Linked DNA regions of Mus musculus: all the other regions are linked to region 3. The links are chromatin contacts, called in public ChIA-PET, HiChIP or PLAC-seq and promoter capture Hi-C maps. All regions are on one chromosome and are shown on one strand. The core of a region is the stretch at or near the end of the contact, and the rest is flanking DNA. Distances in the headings are between cores, read along the strand shown. Region 1 holds the start of Znrf1 (zinc and ring finger 1). Region 2 holds the start of Gabarapl2 (gamma-aminobutyric acid (GABA) A receptor-associated protein-like 2). Region 3 holds the start of Ddx19a (DEAD box helicase 19a). Region 4 holds the start of Zfp1 (zinc finger protein 1). Region 5 holds the start of Tmem170 (transmembrane protein 170).

The links. Promoter capture Hi-C pulls out the DNA fragments that hold promoters and counts their contacts. ChIA-PET counts read pairs in DNA pulled down with a chosen protein or histone mark. HiChIP or PLAC-seq counts read pairs in DNA pulled down with a chosen protein or histone mark.
Region 1: a promoter capture Hi-C map of liver shows a contact between it and region 3, with 3 times the contacts expected there. The contact joins the promoter of Znrf1 here to the promoter of Ddx19a in region 3. A contact is called at or near these places in 3 of 39 promoter capture datasets (embryonic stem cells and liver) and 3 of 115 datasets of contacts at active chromatin or transcription factors (bone marrow-derived macrophages, memory CD8 T cells and pancreatic cancer cells).
Region 2: an H3K27ac HiChIP or PLAC-seq map of microglia shows a contact between it and region 3, with 5 times the contacts expected there. The contact joins the promoter of Gabarapl2 here to the promoter of Ddx19a in region 3. A contact is called at or near these places in 1 of 39 promoter capture datasets (cranial neural crest) and 1 of 115 datasets of contacts at active chromatin or transcription factors (microglia).
Region 4: a contact with region 3 is called in an RNA polymerase II ChIA-PET map of memory CD8 T cells, with 14 read pairs. The contact joins the promoter of Zfp1 here to the promoter of Ddx19a in region 3. A contact is called at or near these places in 2 of 39 promoter capture datasets (liver and pre-B cells) and 2 of 115 datasets of contacts at active chromatin or transcription factors (memory CD8 T cells and pancreatic cancer cells).
Region 5: a contact with region 3 is called in a FOXA1 HiChIP or PLAC-seq map of pancreatic cancer cells. The contact joins the promoter of Tmem170 here to the promoter of Ddx19a in region 3. A contact is called at or near these places in 1 of 39 promoter capture datasets (liver), 1 of 115 datasets of contacts at active chromatin or transcription factors (pancreatic cancer cells) and 1 of 9 other capture datasets (adipose tissue).

Annotation. Positions count from the first base shown.
Region 1 is chr8:111,535,326-111,540,619 of GRCm38.p6, forward strand. It overlaps Znrf1 (zinc and ring finger 1), which reads left to right and starts at 1,315. Exons shown (of 4, transcript NM_133206.4): 1 at 1,315-2,239. The coding sequence starts at 1,816.
Region 2 is chr8:111,939,209-111,944,761 of GRCm38.p6, forward strand. It overlaps Gabarapl2 (gamma-aminobutyric acid (GABA) A receptor-associated protein-like 2), which reads left to right and starts at 1,495. Exons shown (of 4, transcript NM_026693.5): 1 at 1,495-1,644; 2 at 1,952-2,007; 3 at 3,294-3,466. The coding sequence starts at 1,611.
Region 3 is chr8:110,996,331-111,001,703 of GRCm38.p6, forward strand. It overlaps Ddx19a (DEAD box helicase 19a), which reads right to left and starts at 1,493. Exons shown (of 12, transcript NM_007916.2): 1 at 1,337-1,493. The coding sequence starts at 1,393. It overlaps Gm51551 (a long non-coding RNA gene), which reads left to right. Exons shown (of 3, transcript XR_003947457.1): 3 at 1-126.
Region 4 is chr8:111,641,304-111,646,440 of GRCm38.p6, forward strand. It overlaps Zfp1 (zinc finger protein 1), which reads left to right and starts at 2,140. Exons shown (of 4, transcript NM_001037665.2): 1 at 2,140-2,309.
Region 5 is chr8:111,873,353-111,878,296 of GRCm38.p6, forward strand. Tmem170 (transmembrane protein 170) reads right to left here and starts at 3,323. Exons shown (of 3, transcript NM_025781.2): 1 at 3,151-3,323. The coding sequence starts at 3,283.

The sequences.
Region 1 (5,294 bases), core at 65-2,564, 540 kb after region 3:
AAAGGCATAGGCCACCACTGCCCAGCTTGTTCGAAGCTTTTAGCTCACCCCCAGCACTCTGTGCTTGCAAACAACCATCTTTCTGTGGCCTTCCAGGCTAGTCACACTGGAAGAGACAAGTCTATTAGCCCCTTTAAATCTCCCTCCAATTCCATTTTCGGAAGCACGGAGCCCACTTGACAGAGTGACAAGAGAAGGTCAGGTTAGTGACTGGGTGATGCTTACGGTGCTCAGAGCTGAGCACTTGAAAAATTATTTGCTCAAAGAATAAGCAAAGTGAAAATATGAGAAAGACTGGGACTGACCTGGCAAGGTGAGTCTCTGTTGCAAAATGCAATTTGGTCAACAAATATTTATTGAGTACTGTGCCCTTGCCTTGTGGCTCTATGTCAAAATATGGCTCTATGTCAAAATACATGATAAACAAAACAGCAATCGGCCTTGGGCAAGGAGTTTCTAAAACAGCTTTCCCGCTGCATGGTTCTTACTTTTTTTTTTTTTTTAATCCACCTATTGATTTTGAGGATTATATTCTAGCCTAAGGAATCGATTCAGACCCAAATAGTTGGTTCTGATCTAACGACAGCAAAGTCTAGGCGCCACTGGGGCACTGTTGTATCTCCTAACAGCTAATCCCAAATGTGTTTGGGTCCAAGCTGATTCCCTCCTCCCCCCCCCCCCCCGCCCCCCATGCTAAACTTCCTAAGGTTGGCTGGGGTCCTTGGATGGAGAACCTCCAAACGAATGGACAGCATATCCACCAGAGGGTGCTGTGAGGGCAGGTCTGTGGCGGGAGGGGAGCTCCCCCAGTGACCCTTCAAACCCAGGTAGGCTTTATTAGTTGGTTTTTCTTTCTTCTCGGTGTTTCCTTCCTACCCGCTAAAACCGTCGTTACCCCTCCCCCCACTCAGGGTCTCGTTTTGAAGACATTGATTCGACTTTCGCCGCGACTCCAGCAGAGCTGTGATCCAGAGGAAGTCTGACCTCTGTCGCAGACGCCCGGCGGCTGGAGACGTCCTGTCCCTGGACCGCCCGGGGCGCAGGCGGTAGGTGGGTGGGGACCTCCAAGGCCGCAGCTCGCTGCTGCGCCGCAGGGGCCGCGAAGGGGTTAACCCGGCGGGGGGGGGGGTGCGGGAGGAGGGAGGGGGCGCGGGCCGCGCGTGCGCTCTGCCGCCCTCCATTGTCTCCACGGCGGCGAGGAGCGCCGGCGAGCGCAGCCCGGGACGGAGCGGGGCGGTGCGGCTGGCTGGCGGGGCCGGCGGCGGCTGGAGCCGGAGCGCGACGCCACGCGACCGCGGCTTCCAGAGCTCCGCCTGGCTGCCCCACCGCCGCGAGCCCTCCCGAAGCCTGGAGGAGTGAGGGCCGCCGGCGCGGGCTGAGGAGTCCTGAGACGGGGGACGCGAACGGCGCGGCGCCCGGAGCCTCCGCCGCTTCCTGCTGCGGGCGAGCGGCCTCCTCCGGCTCCTCCCTCCCTTCGCTGCGGCTCCTTAGGCTCCGGAGCCCGGGGGCGGCCTGTGGCGCGAGGCGCCGGCTCTGGACCGCGCTTCTTCGGACCTTAAGGGGAACATGCATTCGGCTTGGACAGTTTGAAATTCTTAGTTTGGGGTCCCCGCTCGCTTGCTTTTTCCACCCCGCGGATTTTTTTTGAGGATTCCCCCCCTCACCTTTTTTCATTTTTCTCCCCTCGGGGCTCTTTTGTGACTCTCCCCAACCCCAACCCTCCGCCTTTATGTTCGCCCAGACCTCCACCCGCTTCTGAGTAGTGGGGGAGGGTTTCAGCCTCCACGTTCCCGCCCCACCGGGGCCCCGGCGAACATGGGGGGCAAGCAGAGCACGGCGGCCCGCTCTCGGGGCCCCTTCCCGGGGGTCTCTACGGATGACAGCGCCGTGCCGCCGCCGGGAGGGGCGCCCCACTTTGGGCACTACCGGACGGGCGGCGGGGCGATGGGGCTGCGCAGCCGCTCGGTCAGCTCGGTGGCGGGCATGGGCATGGACCCCAGCACGGCCGGAGGGGTGCCCTTTAGTCTCTACACCCCCGCCTCCCGCGGGACCGGCGACTCCGAGAGGGCGCCGGGCGGCGGAGGGTCCACGTCGGACTCCACCTATGCCCACGGCAATGGTTACCAAGAGACCGGCGGCGGTCACCATAGAGACGGGATGCTGTACCTGGGCTCCCGAGCCTCGCTGGCGGATGCTCTACCTCTGCACATCGCACCCAGGTGGTTCAGCTCGCACAGTGGTGAGTCCGCGGGTGACGGAGGCCTTGAAGGGTGGAGTGCAAGGGAGGGCGCGCCGGGGCGCCCGAAACCTCTTAATGTGCTAAGGTATGGGTATGAAGCTAACTCCTGCCCTTCCCCTGGTTCCTTCCATGTCAGAGGATGAATAGGATCAAATAAGATAACTACTGCCTAGGGGGAAAGCTGCCTACTAGGCGTGTGGAGCCGGGTACCTTAGGACTGCAGGCATGTGTTCACTTGTGGATGGCTGAGTGAAACCTGCCTATTGAGGTCGCATTTATTAGCGTCATGATCCTCAAAGGTCTTCTTGTCTGAGACTCTTCATTTCTGCCGCTGCAGCATGGTACCTACCTTTCTGGTTAAGGAGGTAGTGTCTCCTAAACAAAGAGTGAGAAAAGAAATAAAACTAGGGGCGAGTGATTCTTGGATTAGGGTTCTTATTCTCGCTAGGAAAGGGAGGTGGTTTGTTTTTCCACCCGACTGGTTTGCTGTATCAATTGTTTAAAATGGAACAGGAGGCTGGCTTAGACAGGTGTGGTCTGCTATGTGGAAAGCCTCCGTCTTTGGGTTTGCAGGACCAGGATTCTGGTCTGCATGCAGTAGATTTGGCTCAGGGATTCTCACATCCCTCCATCTTTTTTCCCCTGCTCCACGATAAGTGCTTGTTCTTCCCGTGATTGTGCATCTTTTTTTTTTTTTTTCTTTTCATAGAGCCCAGGAGAGGTGGGGTGGTATTGCCCCACAGCTGGCACATGACTAGGGAAGAGGAAGATGGAAAGGATGGAGATGAACTCATTCTGTGCACTTCTGGTGACAGGCCAGGAAAAGGCTGGAGGGGGATTTCCCAGGCCCTGGCTGGTGGTAGGGCAGCAAAGGCCTGGCAGAGACTTCTACAGGAAAACAGGTCTGTCTGCTTGGCTGTCCTGAGAAGCCAGGGCAGGCCTCTAGAAAACTGGTCAAAAGGGGTGTGGGGTTGCTGCTTGTTAACTACCAGTCTGAGTGAAGCAGTTAAGTATTCAGACTCTTGTGCCTGAACTGGGCAATTTTTGTTGCTGTGTAGGAGAAATCATTCTCCTGTCCTCAGGGTCCATTATGGAGGGCTTACCTGTGAGGTCACTGTTGTAGCTCATTGCAAAACAAGGTAGGGTTTGTTTTGTCTTGTTTGGTTTTGTATCTTTCCTTCTTTTGATCAATTCCATAATTTTTGAAGTAACTTTGGTGGGTTATAGTGGCTGGCTTAGAGCTTCTTTGACTTTAACTAAAATGCTGGACATCAGACACAAGGCATGTCTGCTTTTGGTACCCTCTAGTCATTTGGTCTGTGTTGGGCATGTTGGAATTAATAATCTTCCCTAAATAGTTGAGTCCAGAAGTCTCAGCTTTATTTCGAGACGATTATGAGTACACTTGTAAGTGAACTGTTATTGGCATGCTTTTAAAACAATTTTGAGTGCAGCAAGCAAATACCTTTATAAAAGCTTATATGGGGAGGGAGAAAAGGAGTTATCGTTTTGGTAAGATTTCTTAAGTCTGTCTCTTAATAGAAACTTCATTATCCTTGTTCTATTGTCAGGTTCTCTGATAGAGTTATGAACTTACAACTGAGTTCCAATATCTCACACTCTCCAGATATGAAGGCTTAGTGTTCTCCCCACCATCTTACTCCCACCCAGTCACGGGAGTAGGGAGTCCCACTGAGTGATGGGAATACAAGAAAAGTTAGAGTCATCCTTTGGGTGTCTTTAAAGTGTACGTGGCAGGCTCTTGTTAACATTATAGGTAATATTTGTATATATTTACTTATTTTTAGTATATAGAACCACCTGTGCTTTTTGCAAGACTCTGGGCCTATTGAATGCTCCTGGCATCCTGCAGTTCACCTCATACTGCCTCTGAATTCCCAAATGGCTTTTATTGGGGTGGGTGTACCAGTCTGACTGTGAGCTGCCTGTGCTGTTCAGCAGAGGTGAGCATTCATTTGTGTCAGTGTTAGAACAGGCCGTGGAATTTTCTGGGGCATCCTTTTCTCTTGTTCTTGGCTGCAAGGAGAGACGCTGCTGTTTCGCTGCTGTCTCGGCTGTGGAGCCTTGGAGTTAGGTCTGAGCAGCTTTTGCTCTTGTGTAAGATTCCAAAGGTGGGGCTTTCAGTGTTTGACTGACTGCGGGCCTGGAAACTGGTACAGTGTTAGTACTTGGGTTTTCAAGGTGCTTTGGTGACTCCTCACAAGCAGAGAGCTGTCATTAAAGAAATAAGTCAAAGCTGTGGGCTTGTGCTGTGTTCCAAAGTAGAATACTGAGGGCTTCCAGTTTTAGGTCCTCTGCTGAGTAACTTTGACCTTGGACAAGACACAGCACTTTTCTCTAGGCTCATCTTTGTTATTTTAAAAATAGATGTGGTAATCCTCCGCGGTGGCAGCTTGTAACGGTTGTTCTCTAAACCCCAGGAGAGGATATTCTGCAATTGCGCTTGGCTTCCGTGCTTCTGTGTCCCTGTGCCTTCCTCATGGCTGTGACCCTCGAATACTGAGCTCCTTAGGACAGAAATGCTAGCTCTTACTTTCTTCACATAGATAGCTCCTTTGAACCCTTTAGGACTCAACAGAGATTTTTTTCCTCAGTGGGCACTCTTAACATCTGACTTTCTTTTTTTTTTTTTTTTTTTTTTTTGCATGTTTTATAAGCATTTATCTGCTGACTTATTTTTCTTCTTGTAGTGTGACTAAGTTTTCATTTCTGGAAGGCCAGGACCAGCTCTTGAGTGCTGCTGTAACGCTTACACTGCTCAAGTATTTGCTGGATGAAAGAACTTGAATGGCTTATGTGCATCGTCTTATTCATTACTGTAACTCTACTCCTAGTTTACAGGGGAGGTGAGGAGCCCAGGCAGCTGGCTGTAGTTAGCAGAGGTGAGACTGGAGTGCAGGCCCAACAGTGCCAGAACACTGGCTCTTTTTATCGATTACTTTGTTTTGTTTATGTGATTATTTATTGTTTGTTTTGAGACAGTGTCTTAGTATGTAATCTCAGTTGGCCTCAAACTTATTTAATACAGGTTGGC
Region 2 (5,553 bases), core at 245-2,744, 940 kb after region 3:
TGTTCCCAAGGCACAAAAGCTCTGCTACAGCAGGGGTGTTGTTTGTTTTGCTCCATGGATTTCTCCCAGTCTCCAGAACAGCACTGTGTTATGTCTGCAACATAACACTCAATGCATTTTTTGTTTTGCAGAAGACAAACACCTAGTTGCTCAGACACAGTCTTTTTTTTTTTTTTTTTTCCAGACAGGGTTTCTCTGTGTAGCCCTGGCTGTCTGGGAACTCACTCTGTAGACTAGGCTGGCCTTGAACTCAGAAATCCACCTGCCTGCCAAGTACTGGGATTAAAGGCATGGGCCACCACACCCAGCTAACACAAAGTTTTAAAAGTTCTTTAAATTAAATTTTTTTTTCCTTAAGATTTTCATTATCTTCCCTGCATCTGGGTGTGTATGTGTATGGAGGCTTGCCACAGTGAATGCCTTGAGGCCAGAAGATAACCTTTGTAAACAGGTTGTCCTCCATCACTTGGGTCCTCAGGATTGAACTCCGTCTGGCAGGCTTGGCACCAAGCGTTTTTACCTGCTGGGAACTGAGTCTCTCCCCTCCCCCCAGTGGAAAATAACAAATACTTTCAGAATGAAGTTATAGCCACAGCATCTATCAGGAATTTCAACTGTAGGGAATGATTGATGACAAGGTTCAAACACTGGCTCTACAGATGCGGCAGATCATATAAGCACGTGGTCAGGTGGCCGATTAACTGCATATTCATGTTCTGTGTTCACCAGTGCATAAACAGATGGTGACCCAGAGCCGACTTCCTGGATGACTATGCTACGACTTGGACAGGGGTGGAACCTCGAGGCTTGTGCCTAGGGCAGGTGACACCCACAGCTCAGGGTTAGTGCCGAGCCACTCCCACTGCCAGCTCCTTCTCCTAGGGTGTCTTATGACCAGCTCTCCCAGGAATCCTCCCCGCCTGACACTGGCACTTCGCCTCTGACAGTTTCCGATAAAGAATCTCTGTGATCAGGGATATTCCGTTGACTAAATGAGTATGTGTGGTACTTGTTCATAAGTGTTCATGAATGTTTAAAATATGTATTCGTGAGTGGGAAGTGAGATTTGTTTAAATCAAATTTTAGGTGCAACAACTCCTATACTAGACCTCTAGGTGGTCACCAGTACTCGTTGCACACAGCGCTTGGAACAGGTTATCCCTCCATGCCGAGCTCCCGCCTTCTCACCCAGCCAAAAATTAATATTCATTTCTCCTTAAGCCCCAGACTTCCCCTTCCAGAGCCCTTTACAAGCGTTCCAAGCTATGAGCCATGACCTGCCTGTCATGCACAATCCTGAAACTCCATTCCAGTCACTAATTCCTAAAGTCTCCACTGTCACTCACAGACTTCCCAGCCACCTACGTCAGTCTCCATTCCCAGGAGCGCTCCTAGGTCTCCGCTTAGGCTCCGCCCTCTCACGTAATCGTAGCCTACTGAAGCTCTTACCAGGCCCGCCGGAAGCCCCGCCCCGGGAGGTTGCTAGGCTCCGGCAGCCGGAAGTCCCGCCTGTGGAGTAGTCGTCGCTGCCGCCGCCGCCTCCGTTGTTGTTGTGGTCGCTTCGCCGAAGTCCGCGGCTCGAAGAGCCGGCTCCGTCGCTTCCCGTCGCCATGAAGTGGATGTTTAAGGAGGACCACTCTCTGGGTAAGCGCGGTCGGCCTGCGGGGCCCCAGATCGCGGCCCCTCCCCCACTCCCGCCGCCCTGCCGGGCCCGCTGGGTCGCCAAGGCCCCGGCATCCTGGCGCCTCCCACGGACCCGTGTCGCCCTACGTGGATCTCGCTGGGAGTTCCTGAGGGGATCTGTGGCGAGGGACTCCGGGGCTAGGACTCGGGGCGTACGCACGCAGGCAGGTTGCGGGCGGAGAAGGGCGGACAGGAAGAAGGGGTTCCGGCAGCGGCGGCCCTGCTGTCCGGCAAGTGCGAATGTCAGCCTGGTTTTCTTCTTCCCCAGAACACAGATGCGTGGAATCCGCGAAGATCAGAGCGAAGTACCCCGACCGAGTTCCGGTGAGTGTGGACTCCCCGCCCCCTCACCCCGCTGTCACCCTTAGCGTCTAGGAGAGGTGTCGGGCGGGCGCGCTAGGCCGTGCAACAGTTGAGAACTTAAGGTCTCAAGGTGTAGCCCAGAGACCGAGGACAGCCTGGGGTTCCGCCGGCCCAAGCTTGGGGCTTAAGGGGCTGGTGCTGTCCAGGGGCACCAGTGCTGAATCTCCCGATCTAGGGCAGCAAGCTGCTTGCAGCCTCTCGGCTCCCTCACCAATTATGTAAGGAACCGTGTTCTAGGACAGGGCAACAGGTCACTGCCACTTTGGGGAATGATGGTGGAGGGAGACTGGCATTTGGGGTTGGATACGGTAGCATCCTTTCAAGGTAGTCATCTTTAACGCTGGACCTTTAACTTCGAGTTTCTCTTTACCCTGATTCTGCCATCCTTGTTTGACTAACAAATCTGAAATGCTCTCGTTTTGCCTCTAATCAATAAGTATGTTGCTTTATTTCTGCTTTCTGCCCTAGTTGGGGCGATCGTTTCTGATATCACTATTGATTTTTGAAGGACATAAAGTCTTACTATTGTAGTGCTTTGCTTGTAAACAGTCCCTTTGAGAAGCAGGAGGATAAATGTTAACTGTTCAGAGAGAAGCAACAGGCCAAATGAAAATGTCGGCTCTTGGGTGGCTGTAGTTGTATAGCTTTGCCCTTAGTTCATCCATTTCTTTCCAGTGTTGTTGGGGATTGGAATGCTCTAACAGGGTCTATCTATGGATCAAAAGATGACAGATGAAACCCTAGCCAGATCAATCTTTTCATCGGCCTAGATAAAATGTTAGAGAGCTACCCTTGCAGTGGGGTGGCACGTGCCTTCAGTCCCAACATTCAGGGGTCAGAGGCAGCTGATCTCAGAGTTTGGGGACAGCCTGGTCTACAGTTCCAGGACATCTGGGACTAACAGAGAGACCCTGTCTCTGGAAGAAGATAGAAAGCTTTGTAGCTGTGCTTCTCTTACAAACGCTGAGATCAGAAATGAGGAATATCAGTCAGCTCTGGGCCTCCAGAGCGGGGCTTCTTGAGCTGTGGGCATATTGATTTACTCATCTGTGCCGTTTCCCACACACTGCCTTGTCCACACTCTGCTCATCAGACTGGAGCAATCAAGCCCTGTGGGTAAGTGCTGGAGCTCGCTCTCCCTCGCCGTCCCTCTCACAGTGCTGGGAACCAGGTAGCAGCCTTTGTGGATTCCAGGCAAAAGTTGCTCTGTGGAGGACTGGCCTGAGCTTCTGACCCGTCTTTCCCAGGTGATCGTGGAAAAAGTCTCGGGCTCTCAGATTGTTGACATAGACAAGAGGAAGTACTTGGTCCCCTCGGACATCACTGTGGCTCAGTTCATGTGGATCATCAGGAAAAGGATCCAGCTTCCCTCCGAGAAGGCCATCTTCCTGTTTGTGGACAAGACAGTCCCACAGTCCAGGTAAGAAGTGTTTGCTAGCTGGGCCTGTGGCTTGGAAATCCATTCGCCGCTTATAAAACTCAAACCATAGGAGGTGTTCTTAGTACAACTTCTTCCTTTCCTTTTCCTTCCTTCCTTCCTTCTTTCCTTCCCTCCCTCCCTCCCTCCCTTCCTCTCTTTCCCTATCCCTCCCTCTTTCTCTCTTTTGGTTTTTCAAGATAGTTTATTTCCTCCTTTTTTTAATTAGATATTTTCTTTATTTACATTTCAAATGTTATCCGGAAAGTTCCTTATACCTCCCCCCATGCCCTGCTCCCCTACCCACCCACTCACACTTCTTGGCCCTGGCGTTCCCCTGTACTGAGGCATATAAAGTTTGCAAGACCAAGGGGCCTCTCTTTCCAATGATGGCCAACTAAGCCATCTTCTGCTACATATGCAGCTAGAGACACAAGCTCTGGGGGTACTGGTTAGTTCATTTTGTTGTTCCACCTATAGGGTTGCAGACCCCCTTCAGCTCCTTGGGTACTTTCTCTGGCTCCTCCATTGGGGCCCCTATGTTCCATCCTATAGATGACTGTGAGCAGCATCCACTTCTGTATTTGCTAGGCACTGGCATAGCCTCACTGAAGCTATATCAGGGTCCTTTCCGCAAAATCTTTCTGGCATATGCAATAGTGTCTGGGTTTGGTAACTGATTATGGGATGGATCACTGGGTGGGGTAGTCTCTGGATAGTCCATCCTTTTGTCTTAGCTCCAAACTTTGTCTCTAACTCCTTCCATGGGTGTTTTGTTACCTATCCCAAGGATGAATGAAGTATTCACACGTTGGTCTTGCCTCTTGATTTTTCTTGTTTTGCAAATTGTATCTTGGGTATTCTAAGTTTCTGGGCTAATATCCACTTATCAGTGAGTGCATATCAAGTGACTTTTGTGGGTTGTTTCTTTTATGTAGCCTTGGTTGTCCTTGAACTTTTAAACCAGGCTGACCTTGAACTCATCCTGCTGCCTCCCTGGAATTGAAGGCATGAGCTACCACACCCAACTTTTTTTTCCGAGACAGGGTTTCTCTGTGTAGCCCCAGCTGTCCTGGAACTCTGTAGACCAGGCTGGCCTTGAACTCAGAAATCCACCTGCCTCTGCATACCAACTGCTGGGATTAAAGGCGTGCTCCACCACACCCAGCTACTTTCACTTTTAAAAAATTTTTATTCCACACCCAACTCTTAATTTGCATATCAATAGCTTTAGGGGATGGCTAAGGGCATTTATGTTTGAATTAATTTTAAGAGTATCTGGTGTTATTTGATGTATATGGGTGTGTGCTTGTATCTGTGTAAAGTTCAGAGGACAACATCTGGAGTTGATTCTCTTCCACATTAGCACTCAGGTTGTAAGGCTTCCTGACTAGAGCTTTTACTTTAAGCCTTCTAGCATACATCTGGAGACAGGGTCTCTCACTGAACCTTGAGCTTACTGATCTAAACATAGGTCCACTTGCTCACAGAGTAAGTCATCTCCCCAGACCCAGATCTGGACTTTAACATGCACCCAGAAGTTGACTAAGATACCCTGTGTTGACCTGGCCTCCACACACACATGTGCAAACCCCATGCCCTCAACAAATTACTCCTCAAATCCTTCACAACTTTTTTGGCCATAAGCCATAGGTAGAACTGAGGCCTGCGATGAGGGTCTCATCTATTTTTTTTTTTTTTACAGATTTATTTATTTTATCTGTATGAGTACACTGTAGGTGTCTTCAGATACACCATAAGAGGGCATTAGATCTCATTACAGATGGTTGTGAGCCACCATGTGATTGCTGGGAATTGAACTCAGGACTTCTGGAAGAGCAATCTGTGTTCTTAACCCCTGAGCCATCTCTCCAGCCCTGGGTCTCATTGATTCATTTAAACTGTTTCCTTTTCTCTCTACCAGGGACCAGAATTTAGGCAGGGGCCATGTAGCTCACAGCCTGTTTTTAACTCCCCTGGGGAAGGAAAATCGACTAGCTTGGCTGAGACTTGGTTACTCCTTTCCCATTAATGACTGGGCATTTAAAACCCTGAGTCATATTTCAGCTTTCATGTGTCTCCCCAGTGGG
Region 3 (5,373 bases), core at 243-2,742:
AATAACTTTTAAAAACAAAGAATAAGGAGAGCTTCTTAAGAAAATCAACTGCTGGATCACAGGGCTCCCAATGGAGGAGCTAGAGAAAGTACCCAAGGAGCTAAAGGGATCTTCAACCCTATAGGTGGAACAACATTATGAACTAACCAGTACCCCTGAGCTCTTGACTCTAGCTGCATATGTATCAAAAGATGGCCTAGTCGGCCATCACTGGAAAGAGAGGCCCATTGGACACGCAGACTTTGTGTGCCCCGGTACAGGGGAACGCCAGGGCCAAAGGGGGGGAGTGGGTGGGTAGGGGAGTGGGGGTGGGTGGGTAAGGGGGACTTTTGGTATAGCATTGGAAATGTAAATGAGCTAAATACCTAATAAAAAATGGAAAAAAAAAAAAAAAAAAAAAAAAAAAGAAAATCAACTGCTCATTCTTCAGCTGAATTGGTTTAAGAGTTAAGAGAGCTCGCTGCTGTTGCGGAAGGGCCAGGGTTTGGTTCTTAGCGCCACATGGTGGCTCACAACAGTTTGTAAATCCCAGTTCCAAGGGGATCTAAAACCCTCTTCTAACATATGTAGGCTCAAGTGTGGTGCATAGATACGAACAGGCAAAACACCCATACACACACATAGAAAACATAAGATATTAAAAGAAAGTATTTGAGGCGACCCCGAGGTAAATAGTGAAGCCAGTTGGGCTGTGTCAAAAACACAGGCAGCAAAGCTGTAACTCATACACTTAAGAGGAGGCGGAGGGATAGGGATGCAAGAGCTCTCAAGGCCAGTCTCAGCTAATTAGCAAGTCAGAGGCCAACCTGGGCTACACCGTCTCGAACCCACCAACGCACCCCTCCAAAAACACAAAAACAATCTAACAAAAACTATACGACACTTAAAATAGCAACTAGACAGTTTGCATTTGTTGCTAAGTGAAGCATTAACACAAACAAAACCCGTTATTCTGGCGAGCTACAAACTGCCGCTTGGCGGTTAAGCATGAATGTGGGGCTGTTAGGGGAAAGGCAGCATAAACTCACTCAAAAACTACCCCTCAACAACGAAAAAAAGAGAGAATTTTATGTTGCCATTTCTTGTAAGAGGTCAAGAGAAGGGCCAGTTTGGGGCCTCACACACTTAATAAAGACAATGTCACCATGGGAGCAACTTTTCAGTCCAAACTCGGATAAGAAGCTCGCTGCGGGTTTTCTTCGCTGTCGGAGCAAATCCGCCGCGCTAAGTGATCGCCCACAGCAAACTCCAGCGAGCGCGGGCTGGCCCGGCTCTGAGGTCCCCGTGCTGGAAACCATGTCCGCCTCAGTCCCCTAATCCCCACCAGGCCACTGACCGACTTGACAGCGGCTTCCTGCTCGTCCACCGCCAGCGCCCATGAGTCGGTGGCCATGGTCCCGACGCGAGCCGACCTGCAGAGATGCTCCGCGCCCCGCCAACACCAGCGCCGAACGCAAGCCCGCGCCAAGTGCCACTCACACGGAGCGGAAAAAGACCCGCGCGGAGTTGACGTCAGTTCCTGCCCCGCGCGTCCGTCTTCCACCCACGCTCCGCCCCCAGGAAGATAAGCATGCGGAGCTTAGCACTTTAAGGTCCTGAGTCGCTTATTTCTTAATTTGAGGCCAGCCTGATCTACTGAGAGAGTTCCAGGACGGCCAGGGCCACACAGAGAAACCCTGTCTCGAAATGCTAAAAAGAGGAGGAAAAAAAAAAAAAATTCCATCTCGCTAGGTGCGATCTAATTGAGTTAACGTCCTAGAGCTCTGCAGAGTTACTTAGTACTCGCCCAATCGCTTCATTTCATAACCAAAATACTTACCCATTTTTTGGTTTTGAAACTAGGTATCTTGTTTTAAAACAAGGCTACCTTGAACTCGGTTTCCTCCTTAATAATCTCCAACACCTAGATTACAAGGGATCGAACGCTCTCTCTCGAGATGGCTCAGCGGTTAAGAGCACTGACTGTTCTTCCGAAGGTCCTGAGTTCAAATCCCAGCAACCACAAGGTGGCTTACAACCAACCGTAATGACATCTGACACCCTCTACTGGTGTGTCTGAAGACAGCTACAGTGTAGTTACATATAAATAATAAATATTTTTTAAAAAAATAGAACGCTCTCTAGTGGCCTTTGCAGTCGCAGACACACATGCATATACATACAACTAAGAATGAAATGATCTGAGCATAGGTGGCACAGGCCTTTAATCTCAGAATTTGGGAGGCAGAGGCCACTAGAGCAAATTCCAGAACAACTAGGGCTACACAGAGGAAACCCTGTCTCAAAAAACAATTAAAAACAAACAAAACAGAGTTACATCCTATGTGTGTGGATATGTATTTAGTTTTGTTTTTTTTTTTTTGTTTTTTTTTTTGAGTCAAGAATTTCATGTATCCCGTGGCTTTTTTTTTTTTTTTTCTGCCTCCCAAATACTGGGATAAGAGAAGTACTTTCCCTCTGTTGGGATACATTTTAAGTCATGATAGTTGTGTAAAGCTGTTTGAATGACTTAGGCACTTCACAAAAAGGATGCTCTTAAAATAGTGCAAAATTTTAATGGAATGGTAGTGAACACTTTTAACTCCAGTACTTGGGAGGTGTAGGAGGAAGATTGAGAGTGCAAGGCCAGTCTCTGCTACAGGAGACCTAGTCTCAAAATGCATATATTTTGAGTCTAACTGCCCATTGTCCTCTTGAAATTGCACTACCAAGCATACCTATTCTAGTACCAAGAACATGGCTATTTCTTCATGTATCTGCTGGGACATACTTCTTAGAGAAGACATAGTGTCTGACAACAATTAAGAAGTTCAAGTTTTGACTTGTCTTAGGTTTGCAAGATATTTAGGTTTGGTTTGGTTTGGTTTGGTTTGGTTTGTGAAGACAGGGTTTCTCTGTGTAGCTCTCGATTGTTCTTGAACTCATTCTGTAGACCAGGCTGGCCTTGAACTCAGAGATCTGCCTACCTCTGCCTCCCGAGTGCTGGGATTAAAGTTAGGCACCATCACCACTCTAAGGGTCCATAATTTGCTGAAGAATGACACACACACACACACCAACTCAAATAGATTGTAAATGCAAAGTGTTCTTTATTCTGTACAAGTTCAGCATGCTTGGGTCTCCCCATGACCGAGAGAGAGAGAGAGAGAGAGAGAGAGAGAGAGAGAGAGAGAGAGAGAGAGAGAGAGAGAAAAGAGACCCAAGTGAGCTTGCAGGCCTGATTTAAAGCATATTAGGGAATCCTGGGTTAAGGTGACCTCTATGTTAATCTGTTGGGTTCATCTCTATTCTATTACCAGGGTGTGGGGGGCTGAGGAAGTCTGGAAACTGCTGCTGACCCATTGTCCTTGCCTCAGGCCAGGTGGCAGGGCAGCTTGTGAGGCCTGGACTTGCCTGGAATTGCCCAGTTCTTGGAGACAGAGATTTAGACCTCGTCTCCTTAACTGCCAATCTGAAGCTTGTCATGGAATCAGCCGAGCCTTCTCACACCCATCTGGCTTGCTTCCTTTCCTAACCTTTTCTTCCTTCCTCCTTCCTTCCTTCTGGCCTGGAACTCTCAATGTAGAACAGGATAGTTTTGAACTTTCAGAAATTCTGCTACTTCTGCCTCCCGAGTGCTGGGATTACAGGCATGTACCACGACTCCTGCATTTAATGAATTAAAAAAATTCTTTCATACCACCTGCATCCACTATGAGGTTGATTTCTGGCGGTGTTGGCTGAAAGCCCAAATGAAACAATGAATCTACTCAGCTATTGTTGGAAACAACTCTGGGTTATACCTTACCTTCTGCCAGAACATTCATTTCCAGCTCACAGCTAGCCTGCACACCTCAAAGGGAGTACACCCACAATGACTCCTTTTTCCACACCAGAGGCCAAAGAGAAGGCACTTTCTGATAGTTCCCACCAAAGAGCCTGCACTTAGACAAGTTCTGACTCCTCTGTACATGACCACATGACTTAACATCTACACTCCATTTTAGCCAGGAGGTCTACAAGTGGTGCTAAGTTAACATTTTTAGAAACCCCTCATTCTGAACTGAGCATGGTCAAAATATGCCTTTAATCCCAGCACTCGAGAGACAGGTAAGCAAATCTCTGAGTTTGAGGCCAGCCTGGTCTACAGGGTGAATTTCAGGACAGCCAGGGCTACACAGAGAAACCCTGTCTACAAAGCAAAACAAGTAACAAACAAAAACCCCATTATACACAATTTGTTTGAATCATTTAGTTCTCTGCAACACTTATGTCATCTCTATTTCCCAGTTCACAAAACTCATGGTCCAGAAGTTAATTCTAACATCAATAAACCTAAACAGGGCTGGAGAGATGGCTCAGTGGTTAGGAGCACTGACTGCTCTTCCAGTGGTTTGAGTTCAATTCCCAGCAACCACATGGTGGCTCAAAACCATCTGTAATGGGATGGGATGCCCTCTTCTGATGTGTCTGAAGACAGCTACCCTGTATTCATATACATAAAATAATTCTTAAAAAAAAAAAAGGCCTAACCAACTTGCAAATCTGACCTCTGATTTTAGGGCAACTCAGTTCTACAGCACAAACCCAAAACCTGGGAGAGGAAGTGGCTGGCTTTCTTTACACCAACCAACTCAGTAAGTATGCATCTTAGAACATTGTTGGCATCTGACTAGCCAAAGCCTAATGAGCCAACCAATTACTGGAGGACAATGTCCTTTTCTGGACACTTATCTGCTCCTGGGCTGCATCACCTGCTGGGTGGACGGAACTGTCACCTTTTCCTCATCTGTGAGGCATTTTGTTTTCATCACAGAGTCCCAGATTCACCATTGGATACCCTATCCATGGTGTCTCTCCACCGCTGGATTACCCTGCAGTCTATCCACGCTGGGGCACAATAGCTGGTGCTCGAGTCAGGGAGGGAGCAAATCAGTAAGTGAATTTTCTGCTTCTTTACACTGCAGATGCCCCTACATGCAGTAAGCAACAGGATGGCAAGGGACAACAGGATGCTATAAAGATTCAGAAAATAAAGGAGGGATTATATCAGGTTGTAGAATAACTGTTTAGCTTTTCAAATTATTATATAAAGGAAGCCGGGCACAGTGGCACCACCTTTAATCCCACAGTTGAGAGGCAGAGGCAGACAGATCTCTATGAATTTGAGGTCAGCCTGGTCTACATAGTTACTTCCAGGCCAGTAAAGGCTATAATCAATCGATCAATAAACAAATAAATAAACAAAAAAAAACAAACAAATAAATAAAAGTATAAAGGGTGGAGATGTAGCTGAGTCATCACAGAGCACTTGCCCAGCCTAAGGGATGCCTGAGTTTGATTCCCAGCAGTAAGTTAACTGTAGAGAAAATGATTGTGAAGCATTTTCTCAAG
Region 4 (5,137 bases), core at 890-3,389, 650 kb after region 3:
CTAGGGCCACATTGAGAGACTCTCATGTAACTCCTGCCTTTTTCATTTCTTGGTGAATTAGACACCTCCATCCTCTGAGCACAGATCCTTTTCAGCATCTCTTCCAGTTCTGTTTGTATATAATTACAGTTTGATTCACAATCATCGAACGATCTAGATAGTTTCCCATGTTTTACAAATACAAAAAACAAAAAAACAAAAAACAAAAAAACAAATACAGATGACAATATGGCATGTGTGCACTCACAAATGTGCCAGTGTGCATGTGGAAGTTAGAGGATCACTTGTGGGAAATGGTTCTCTTCTTCCACCATGTGGAGGATCAGGGCTGCTACTCAAGGCGTCAGGCTTGTTGGCAAGCACCGTCATCCTCTGAACCACCTTCCAGCCCTGCTTTTGCTGGTGGTGGTGCTTTTTTTTTTTTTTTTTTTTTAAGAAGAATCTACATGGCCCTGGCTGTACTGGAACTCACTATGCAATCTAAGACGGCATCAAATTCACAGAGATTCAATGGTGTCTGCCTCCTGAGTGCTGGGATTAAAATTGAGCACACCACAGCAGGCTCCAGCTCTAGTTTTGAGATTGGTCTTCAACTCTCTATCCCAGGCTAGCCTAGAACTCACTGTGTAGCAGCCCAGGTTGGTATCACACTCATAGCAGTGACCCTGCCTCAGTCTCCCAAGTGCTGAGATTAGAGAGATTAGAGATTACTCCCCCTCTATGTGAGGGGCAGTCTCCCATAGCCCAGATCAGCCTTCACCTACTCCTGCTGCTCTACTTCTGAGCACTGGGATCAATTCTATCCCCGTTCCTTTCCTTCCTGACCCCCCCATGCCTCAGAAATAGTTTTGTGTATATTTTATGCAAAGTTAAAATTATCATCAACAACAAATTTTTACGATTTTATGTGCATGAGTGTTTTGACTATTATATGTATGGATGTGCACCATATGCATGCAGCTATGCAGTGTTCATAATCACGGTCAAAACAGAAATAAAATCATACTGAGCATGGTACCGTTCGCCTGTTAGGAGACATTTCATGAGTCTAACCATCTCAGAAACAAGTTCCATCTTGCTGGCAGGGCCAAAACTGAGTTCATGTTCCCAGATCCCAGAATCAACTCCTATCCTGCTTCTTCAGGTGTTTCATGTCTGTGTGTTAACCAGTAATGGATATAAAAAGGGGGTTTTGCCATTATCCCATTATCTAACTAAGGCATGCAAATAGTAAGTGTATTTATTTCCTGTCGTGATTTAACGGACTACGTGCAGTTCCCTTATCATTCTAAATGCCAGGTCAGAGTCCAGGAGGGGACTTGACTGCAAAAGCTGACTCAGGACATTGAAACCAGGATAAGGCACAACCACCAATGTTAAACTTCCTTAACTCCTTGTGTCAAAATATGATTAGTCACTGCAACAGCCCCTCCCCGCCCCCCTTTGTGTTCCCATCCTGCAGTGCAGTCTCCCTTGGGGGACGAGGTTCAGATCCAGAACTGGCTGCCCCATACAGAAAATGAAGCTTTCATTTTGAAGCTTTTGTATCTGAAGTGAGTTTACTTAGCTTCCTCCCCTCTCCAGAACCCAGTAAGCAGGGAGCTGAAACAGGAAGATCATTAGTTTGAAGCCAGCCTAGGCTTGACAAGACCCTGTCTCAAACCAACAAACATGGGGTTATTTGTGCCAGTGCTTCCAAAAGTAACTGTAGAGCCGAGAGGTTAAGGAAAATGGTGGTAGTGGTAATGTGTGTGTCTGGGTGGGTGTAACACGGGGATCTCACTTTGTAGCCTTGACTGGACTGAGACTTTCTAAGTCTTCCAACTCCCAGGGATCTCTGCTTGCTTCTACTTCTCACTAGCTTGAATTAAAGGCGTGCACTACCACACCCAGAAAGGTGTGTGCTTCCAGTGCGGTTGAGATTTGCTTTAACGCACATATTTTGTTGTTGAAAGTTTTAATCAGTTACTCCAAATCCGGGTTTTTAACAGCACAGGAAGATGAAAGGGACCGTAACACAAACCAGACTGTTAACTTGGAAAAAACGGTCCCTACCCAACTAATAATGCGTACGTTTCCCAGAGTTCCTAGCAGCGCGGCTCAGAGGCATTATGGGAATTGTAGTCCTACACCTCAGCGTCACAGCTCCGAGGACTCTGGGAACGGCCGCTCGCTCCACAAGGTGCACGCTTGCGCAAAAGCGCTAGCGCTCGCCCTTCCCCCACCTGCAGTCGCGAGTGGGTGACAAGAGCCCCCTTCTCCGCGAGCCTCGTGACCCGGAACCGCGAGTGGAGGCTAGACCCCTCCAGGTATGTCTGCAAGGCCGGGATGCGCGGGCCCGGGAGGAAGGTCGCGTCTGCGCCGGAGTGGGAGTCTCAACTTCGACGCCTTGCGGGCCGCGGCGACCCCTGGGCGTAGGGTCGGGCCTCGAGCTCTTCTGAGAGTCGGTCCCTATGGGCTGTTCGCGGTCGGCGTGTGTGGGGTCGGAGGAGGACGGGCAGCTCCCGGGCTCAGCCTCCCTTTGGGGGGAGACGCGCCACTGCTGGCCGTCGCGGGGCTCAGGCCGCGCGGGGGCGAGTCTGGAAGCCTGGCGGGCGGGCGCGCGCTTGACCCTCCACGAGGGTGTGGGGGCGGGGCTCACGGTGCTAGCCACGCCCCCACGGTGGCTTTGCGGGCTCCTGGAACCTCCTTGTTCCTGGTGTCTGGTGTTTCCAGTTATATTGTCACGGAATTATCACGTCTATCCCGTTACTTCCGGTTTGAGCGTCAGTATAACAGATTTTTCTTTTTCTTTTTTTTTTTCCTAACATTGGCTTTTCTTTTTTTCTAATATTGACTTTTCTGTTTAGCTTGGGTAAAAGTTTTCATATAAGTATGTTGCCGAGGTCCAGCCTCAGCTTGAGGTGAGGATGGTCCTGAGAAAGGGGTGAGTGGGAGTGGTGCTGACTGAATAATATATGAGTCAGTAGTGGATACAAGCTGTCAGTTCATGTGTTCTCTTGTCAGAAACTGAACCCAGTCTTTTATTTACTAAAGATTTATTCATTAAATCTTTTTACCGCTGTTAATCATTTTCTAAAAAAAAAAATCCATGGTTACATAAATTCCAGTAATCCCGAACCTCCAACCCCCGTTTCTTTGAAATGAAAGCTAAGCAAAAGTACATTTCCTTATCTCTTAAACACAGTGTTCTCTTCACGGGCAGCAGGGCACAGTTCTTGTGGTTTCTTATTGTTTGAACACAGTCTGTTCTTCACGGCAGCTGGGCATAGCTTTTGCGGTTTCCTGGCACAGCAGACAGTCATTAAAGTGGCTATAAGAACAGAAAAGTGACAGACTACTGAGGTTAAAATGATTTCTTGCCGGGCATGGTGGCGCACGCCTTTAATCCCAGCACTTGGGAGGCAGAGGCAGGCGGATTTCTACAAAGTGAGTTCCAGGACAGCCAGGGCTACACAGAGAAACACTGTCTCCAAAAAAAAAAAAAAAAAAAAAAAAAAAAAAAAAAAAAAAAAAAAAAATCTCTTACTGGGCTGGAGAGATGGCTCAGTGGGGTAAAAGCACTGACTGCTCTTCTGAAGGTCCTGAGTTCAAATCCCAACAACCACATGGTGGCTCACAACCGTCTGTAGTGGGATCTGATGCCTTCTTCTGGTGTGTCTGAAGACAGTGACAGTGTACTTACATATATTAAATAAATCTTTACAAAGTTTTAACATTTTCGCAAGTAAAGCAGGTGGCTCTGTCTGATCTCTCTCTAGGCATTGATCTCTCCAGTCCCTCCAGTAGCAAGGAGAATGAAGGACTAACTTTTTATATGCATATCATCTTTTAATTCTCTAATCTTTGTTTCCATATCTTAACAATTCCATAGCCTCAGGTCCAAGATTGACAATCTCTCCATAAACGTTAGTTCACTAGCCTGCTGTACTTTCCCGTTAAACTACACTCTCCTTCTAATACTATCTGTTTCTGCATCATACACACGTTTTCCTCCTATAAGATAAGCCCACCTGTCATTTGCTTGTTTTTTTACAGATTCCTTTTTTTTTAAAAGATTTATTTATTTATTATATGAAAGTACACTGTAGCTGTCTTAATGAGGGAGTCAGATTTCATTACAGATGGTTGTGAGCCACCATGTGGTTGCTGGGATTTGAACTCAGGACCTTCGGAAGAGCAGTCAGTGCTCTTAACCACTGAGCCATCTCTCCAGCCCCCAGAATACTTCTTCTTTTCCTATCCATGCCTTTTTTTCTTGAGACCACTTTAACTCTCTATCGTTGATGTCCCCAAGGTCACCCTGGCTAACTAATGCAGCAGGCATTGGATCAGGGTACACGTATCTCCTCATACAATTCCAAGTTTAAAGATAAGTCACATAATGAGTGCTTTTTAGTAAGGACCATCTAGGTTTTTCTGGCCTTTGTAGTTATGTTGTCTAGATCTTTCCATGGCCTTAAGGCCTGTTTGTCCCTAGTCCCCTGCAGCCCCATGACCACCCCCATTCCTGTGAACCGCTTCTGTTTCATCTGTTAAGAAGTGATTAGTTCTGAGTAATGGGGGAGGCGTATTCACCAGAAAGAGAAATTGAAAGTAAAATAAAGACAGCAGATCAGCTTCAGGGCAACCGCAACCATCAGCACATGGTATCCACAACCAGGTAATGCTCCTGGGCAGGAACTCTGTCACGCCGCCCCTTACGCAGCCCTGCCAGACTCAGTAATACATATTATACCGTCGCCTCTGCCTAATCCTCCCCTGCTAGCCCCTGCTAGCCCCTGCTAGTCCCTTTGTCTTCCTAGTTTCATTTCTATACATGATTTTAGGCATCTATAAATCTAGGAACCACAAATCAGAAAGCATGTTTTTGGTTTTTTTAGAGTAATTTGTTTAATTGACGATAACCAGTTGCATCCCTTTTCCTGCAAATGACATAACTTCTTTTTCTTTTTCTTTTTCTTTTTGGTTTTTTTGAGACGGGGTTTCTCTGTGTACTCCTGGTTGTCCTGGAACTCACTTTGTAGACTAGGCTGGCCTGGAACTCAGAAATCCGCCTGCCTCTGCCTCCCAAGTGCTGGGATTAAAGGAGTGCGCCACCGCTGTCTGGCCTACTTCATTCTTCTTTATAGCTGAA
Region 5 (4,944 bases), core at 2,073-4,572, 880 kb after region 3:
CCCAGCACTTGGGAGGCAGAGGCAGGCGGATTTCTGAGTTTGAGGCCAGCCTGGTCTACAAAGTGAGTTCCAGGACAGCCAGGGCTACACAGAGAAACCCTGTCTCAAAAAAGCAAAAAAAAAAAAAAAAAGCACTGATGTCTTCCAGACGTTCTGGGTTCAACTCCCAGCAACCACATGGTGGCTCACAATTATCTGTAATGGGATCCTATGCCTTCTTCTGGTGTGTCTAAAGACAGCTACAGTGTACTCATATACATAAAATAAATAAAAAAATATTTTTTAAAAAACCTTCAACAGATACATCATATTCTGTAAATGTATTACTGACTTGTCTAAGTTGGATCCATTCTTGACTCCAGCAACAGCATAATCAAAATATTCTTGGGTGTGATTAATTTGACATTAATTTAGTGAAACCCTATGTTCAGAGAACAAATGTCATTCCTGATTATTACAAATGACAACTAAAAGCCAGTCTCGGTGGTGCAGGCCTGGAATCTCAGCACCAACGCCTGGAAGGCTCAGGTTCTCTGGCCACCTCGGCTACACAATGAGGCCTTGTCTCAAACAAACAAACACAAAGAAACAGCAAAAGAGATCAGAGCAAGTCAGAAGGAGACTCTGGCAGAACTCTAGATGTCCAAATTACAAAAGTGGATTTAAAAAAAAAAATCAATTCAAAGCTTTTTAGTGTAGAGAAACCACAGAATATTTTAGGGCAATGATCTGCCATGAGTTAGCATAAAGTACAAGTTAACTTTTCCTGTGTGACCAAAGTAGAAAGGGAATCAGGCTCAGGACTCTGAATAGATTCCTAGTAAGAGGGCCTTAGTGTCTCTAACTAGGGGGAAACCTTTAAGTACGCATTATAACCAGAATTCCAAATGAAGATGAGACACTGCGGGGATGGGGCGTGCTCATGATGCACTCTGGTCAACTTGAGGTCAAGGGCTATCTGTTCTGCATTAGCCTAGTGTTTAGCTTGTTGTGATCCTACCCAGGTTTATACCTCCAGTCAGGAGCCCACATCGGCTAGAAGGGTGACCCGATGAAGGAATGAGTCCTGGTAAATGGTACCCTTGTCACAGCCATAGCAGGAATAAAACCCAAATACATCATGCGGATTAGCATTTTCAGGAGAGTCTGGAGAGATGGCTCAGCAGTTGGGAGCGGCTGCTGCTCTTCCAGAGGATCTGAGTTCAGTTCCCAGTGAGCCCTGAGCGCTGACGCATTATGGCTCATGTCTGACTCTTGATTAGCATCTGGACTTCAGTAAGGCTTCTGACCGGCTCCCTTTTCTCAGCTCACAGGCCATCTGCCTTTTTTCCTTCTTGGTAAAACAACTCTTTCTCTCACCAAATAAAAACAGAAACAAAATGAAAAAAAAAAAAAAGAATCACAAAGAAGAAACAGTTCAGAGATAGAGTGGTTGCTGCTCTTTCAGAGGACCTGAGTTCTATTTCCAGCAACCAGGTCAGATAGCCCAGCCACCTGTAACTCCCGGCCTCTGGCCTGGGTGGGCACCTGTACTCACATCCACACACCCAAACACATGCATATATTTAAAATTTTTTTTCTTTTTTCTTTTTTTGAGACAAGGTTTCTCTGTGTAGCTCTGGCTGTCCTGGCACTCACTTTGGAGACCAGGCTGGCCTCGAACTCAGAGATCTGCCTGCCTCTGCCTCCTGAGTGCTGGGATTAAAGGCGAGCGCCACGATGCCCGGCAATTTTTTGTTTTTAAGAAAAAAGCTATTTGGTTGACTAGAGAAAAATTTAAATAAGGCCTATTTAAATAACATCCCTTTATCCGTGTTATGGATTTTAGAAGTGATCTGACTTGGGGGCACCGTGACAGTGACAGGACACACATCCCTGGTTCAGAAGTTTTGAGCTCAAGAATCCTAATGTCTCGTCTTCCGCAGTGCAGGAAGTTAAATTGTGATGTGTACACACATGCACATTGATGTGACCAAGGCTGTAAAACCAGAATAGTCCTGCTTTGCATGAGACATCCATCAACACCAGCCAAATATACAACTGTGGCCCCATAATCTAGCCTACCATCTAGGCCTACCTAACCCCACCTATGATGGTCTCACAAGTGCCTAATGAGCCTCAGCTTTTAAGTAGACATGTGACTTTTACCACCCGAACTAAGCATATGGGTACTTGTTATTCTCTGTTTCGCCTTCTCAGGTTTGGAAATCTCCTTAATAGTTGGGAGAGAAGTAAGAAAATGAGTTAGAACAGACTCACTGAATCCTAGGAAAGAAAGAACCCTTCATCTTTTGGAGAAGGTCGCCAGAATGCTGTGTGTCTGTGTGTTTACTTATTTGTAATCACTTTCAGATTTGTTTGTTTATTTATATATGTATTTATTTGTAATCACTGTCAGGTGGGACACTAGTACTTCTGGAAACAATCTGAACTCCCAGACTCTTTTCTTGTGGGCAGGATCACAAGCTAACATCTTCAGCTGCCACAAAACAAAAAGGCAGCCACCTTGTCAGCTACTACACAGGCAGGTCCCAGGTGTCCACCGAGAGGCGCCTGGCAGTCGCTGCCCAGTAGATGAGACTCACAGGTGTCTGGTCGAAGGTTGCAGTCAGCAATCCCACCCGTCATCCTCTTTTACAACGTCACTGGGTTAGTTTCTCTTTGCGGCAGTGTCCTAATACCCCTACCCCCCCACACCCCACCCCACCCCCGCCTCTGTCGTCTTGCCTTCAAAAACCCAAAGCAATCATGCCCTCCCCTGAGGGCCTTTATTAATAACCTCAGGGGATCATTCTCTTCTCCACAACTTTCTGAATTGTAGCAGTTCTACAATGTAAATGTAACTTTAAAAGCCCTCCTGGCAGAAGGCGGCGAAGCCCGGGTAAGAGCTAAGAGCAATTTAGAAGTTCTGTCTTAAGTTCTTCTAGGTGCGGGTGGGGGAATCCGCAACAGGTCTGAGCAGGCTGGTGGGAAAGTGGGTGTAGGACAGAGTCAGAGGACAGCGTCAGCACACAGGCTCTCAGAGGAAGGATACTAGCAGTCACTAGGACTGGACAGCCGTCGCCCCAAGTGCGATTCCAGGGCTGCCTCGGCCTCGCCCTGGGAGGCAGGCGACAGGTGCGCAGTGCGCAGGCGCGGGGCGGGGCGTACCTGGGAAGGAGCAGAGCGAAGTGGAGTTGGGGCACAGGGTCCCGTTGCCCACCCGCGGCACGAGCTTCAGGCTGAGGATCTGCTGCAGGAGCCCGGCTGAGCCGCCGCCACCGCCGCTCCCCTCGCGCTCCATCCCGCCGCCATCCACCGCCCGCCGCGCCGCGGAGTACCGCACCTCCGCAGCCACGGCGTCACCTTTGGCCGGCCCTCTTCTCCCGCCCACTCCAACGGCGCTGCTAGAGTAATCGTTTCTCCTTCCAATCACAGGGCGCCGCAGATGGAGGGGGCGGGGTAACGGTTGTTCCCGCCCCCTGGCGCTGCGTTCGATTAGAGAAACCCACGGCATGCTGCGCCCCTAGTGGCAAGTTTCTTCTGCTCCATCTGGGTGTGTTGGGCTCTGCCCTCTTTAGTGCCACCTTTAAGTAGGACAAGTCCGGTGAGATTGCTCAGCGGGTAGAGGCGAGGTGTTTGCCTCCAAGCATGAAGGATTTGCCTTCCATCCCTAGGACTCATATGGTGAAAGGTGAGAACCAACTCCCATGGTTGTCTTTTTACCTTCACATACACATAGACTCACATACATTTTAAAATAGTATACAAGGATACATCACCAAAAATAAAAATTAAGTGACCACTAGCCTACTCAAATTTCTCTGTAGGACTGAATATGTATTGACAGAGAACCAGCCTAGCTGCACATCCCTAGATTCCAACCCCAGTTGCTTAGCCTGTCAAAGTCTATAGGTTCGCTGGGCGGTGGTGATACGTGCCTTTAAACTCAGCACTCAAGAGGTAGAGGCAGGCAGCTTTCTGAGTTCGAGGCCAGCCTGCTCTACTGAATAAGCTCCAGGACAGCCAGAGCTACATAGAGAAACTCTGTCAAAACCAAAACCAAAGCAAATACAAGACAAAACAAAAGACTGTAGGTTCAACTTCCGAACAACCAACAAGCAAAAATAAGACTTTTTAAATGGACCAAAACAGAGGCAGGCGGATTTCTGAGTTCGAAGCCAGCCTGGTCTACAAAGTGAGTTCCAGGACAGCCAGGGCTATACAGAGAAACCCTGTCTCGAAAAACCAAAAAGAAAAAAAGGACCAGAAATTCTCTAAGTCACAGAAGTTGAAACTTTTAGGAGCTGTGACCTGAGTTCCATCTCAGGAGCCCACGTGGTAAAAGAGAACCCATAACTGCAAGTTGTCCTTTGACCTGCACAGGTTCCCACACACATATGGCCATGGCTCTCCCTGGTTGTAAACTTGACGACGCCTGGAATGAACTAAAACCGCAATGGCTGGCGAAACCTGTGAGGGATTTAAAGTAGCAATACCTATAATCTGGATCTTTGAGGTGGAAAATCCACCTTTGATCTGAACCACGCCATCTACCGGTTTGAATATGCTTAGCCCATGCGAAGTGTGGCACGTATTAGGAGGTGTGGCCTTGCTAGAGGAAGTGTGCCACTGGGTAGGCAGGCATTGAGGTCTCCTAGTGTTTAAGCTCCACCCCAGTGCGGAGGAGACAGTTTCTCCTGCTGAGATTCTCTCAGCTCCCTCTCCAGCATGCCTGCTGCCCTGCTTCCTGTCATGATGATAATGGACTGAACCTCTGAAACTGTAAGCCAGCCCCAATGAAATGTTTGCCTTTATAAGAGTTGCTTCGGTCATGGTGTCTCCTCACAGTAGTAAAACCCAAACTAAGACACTGGCATTAGAACCTATTTAGAGATTCCAGTGTATACTGAAAGACCAGCGGGGTCATCCAGCCCCATGGACTGAACAACTCCTGGACTCTGG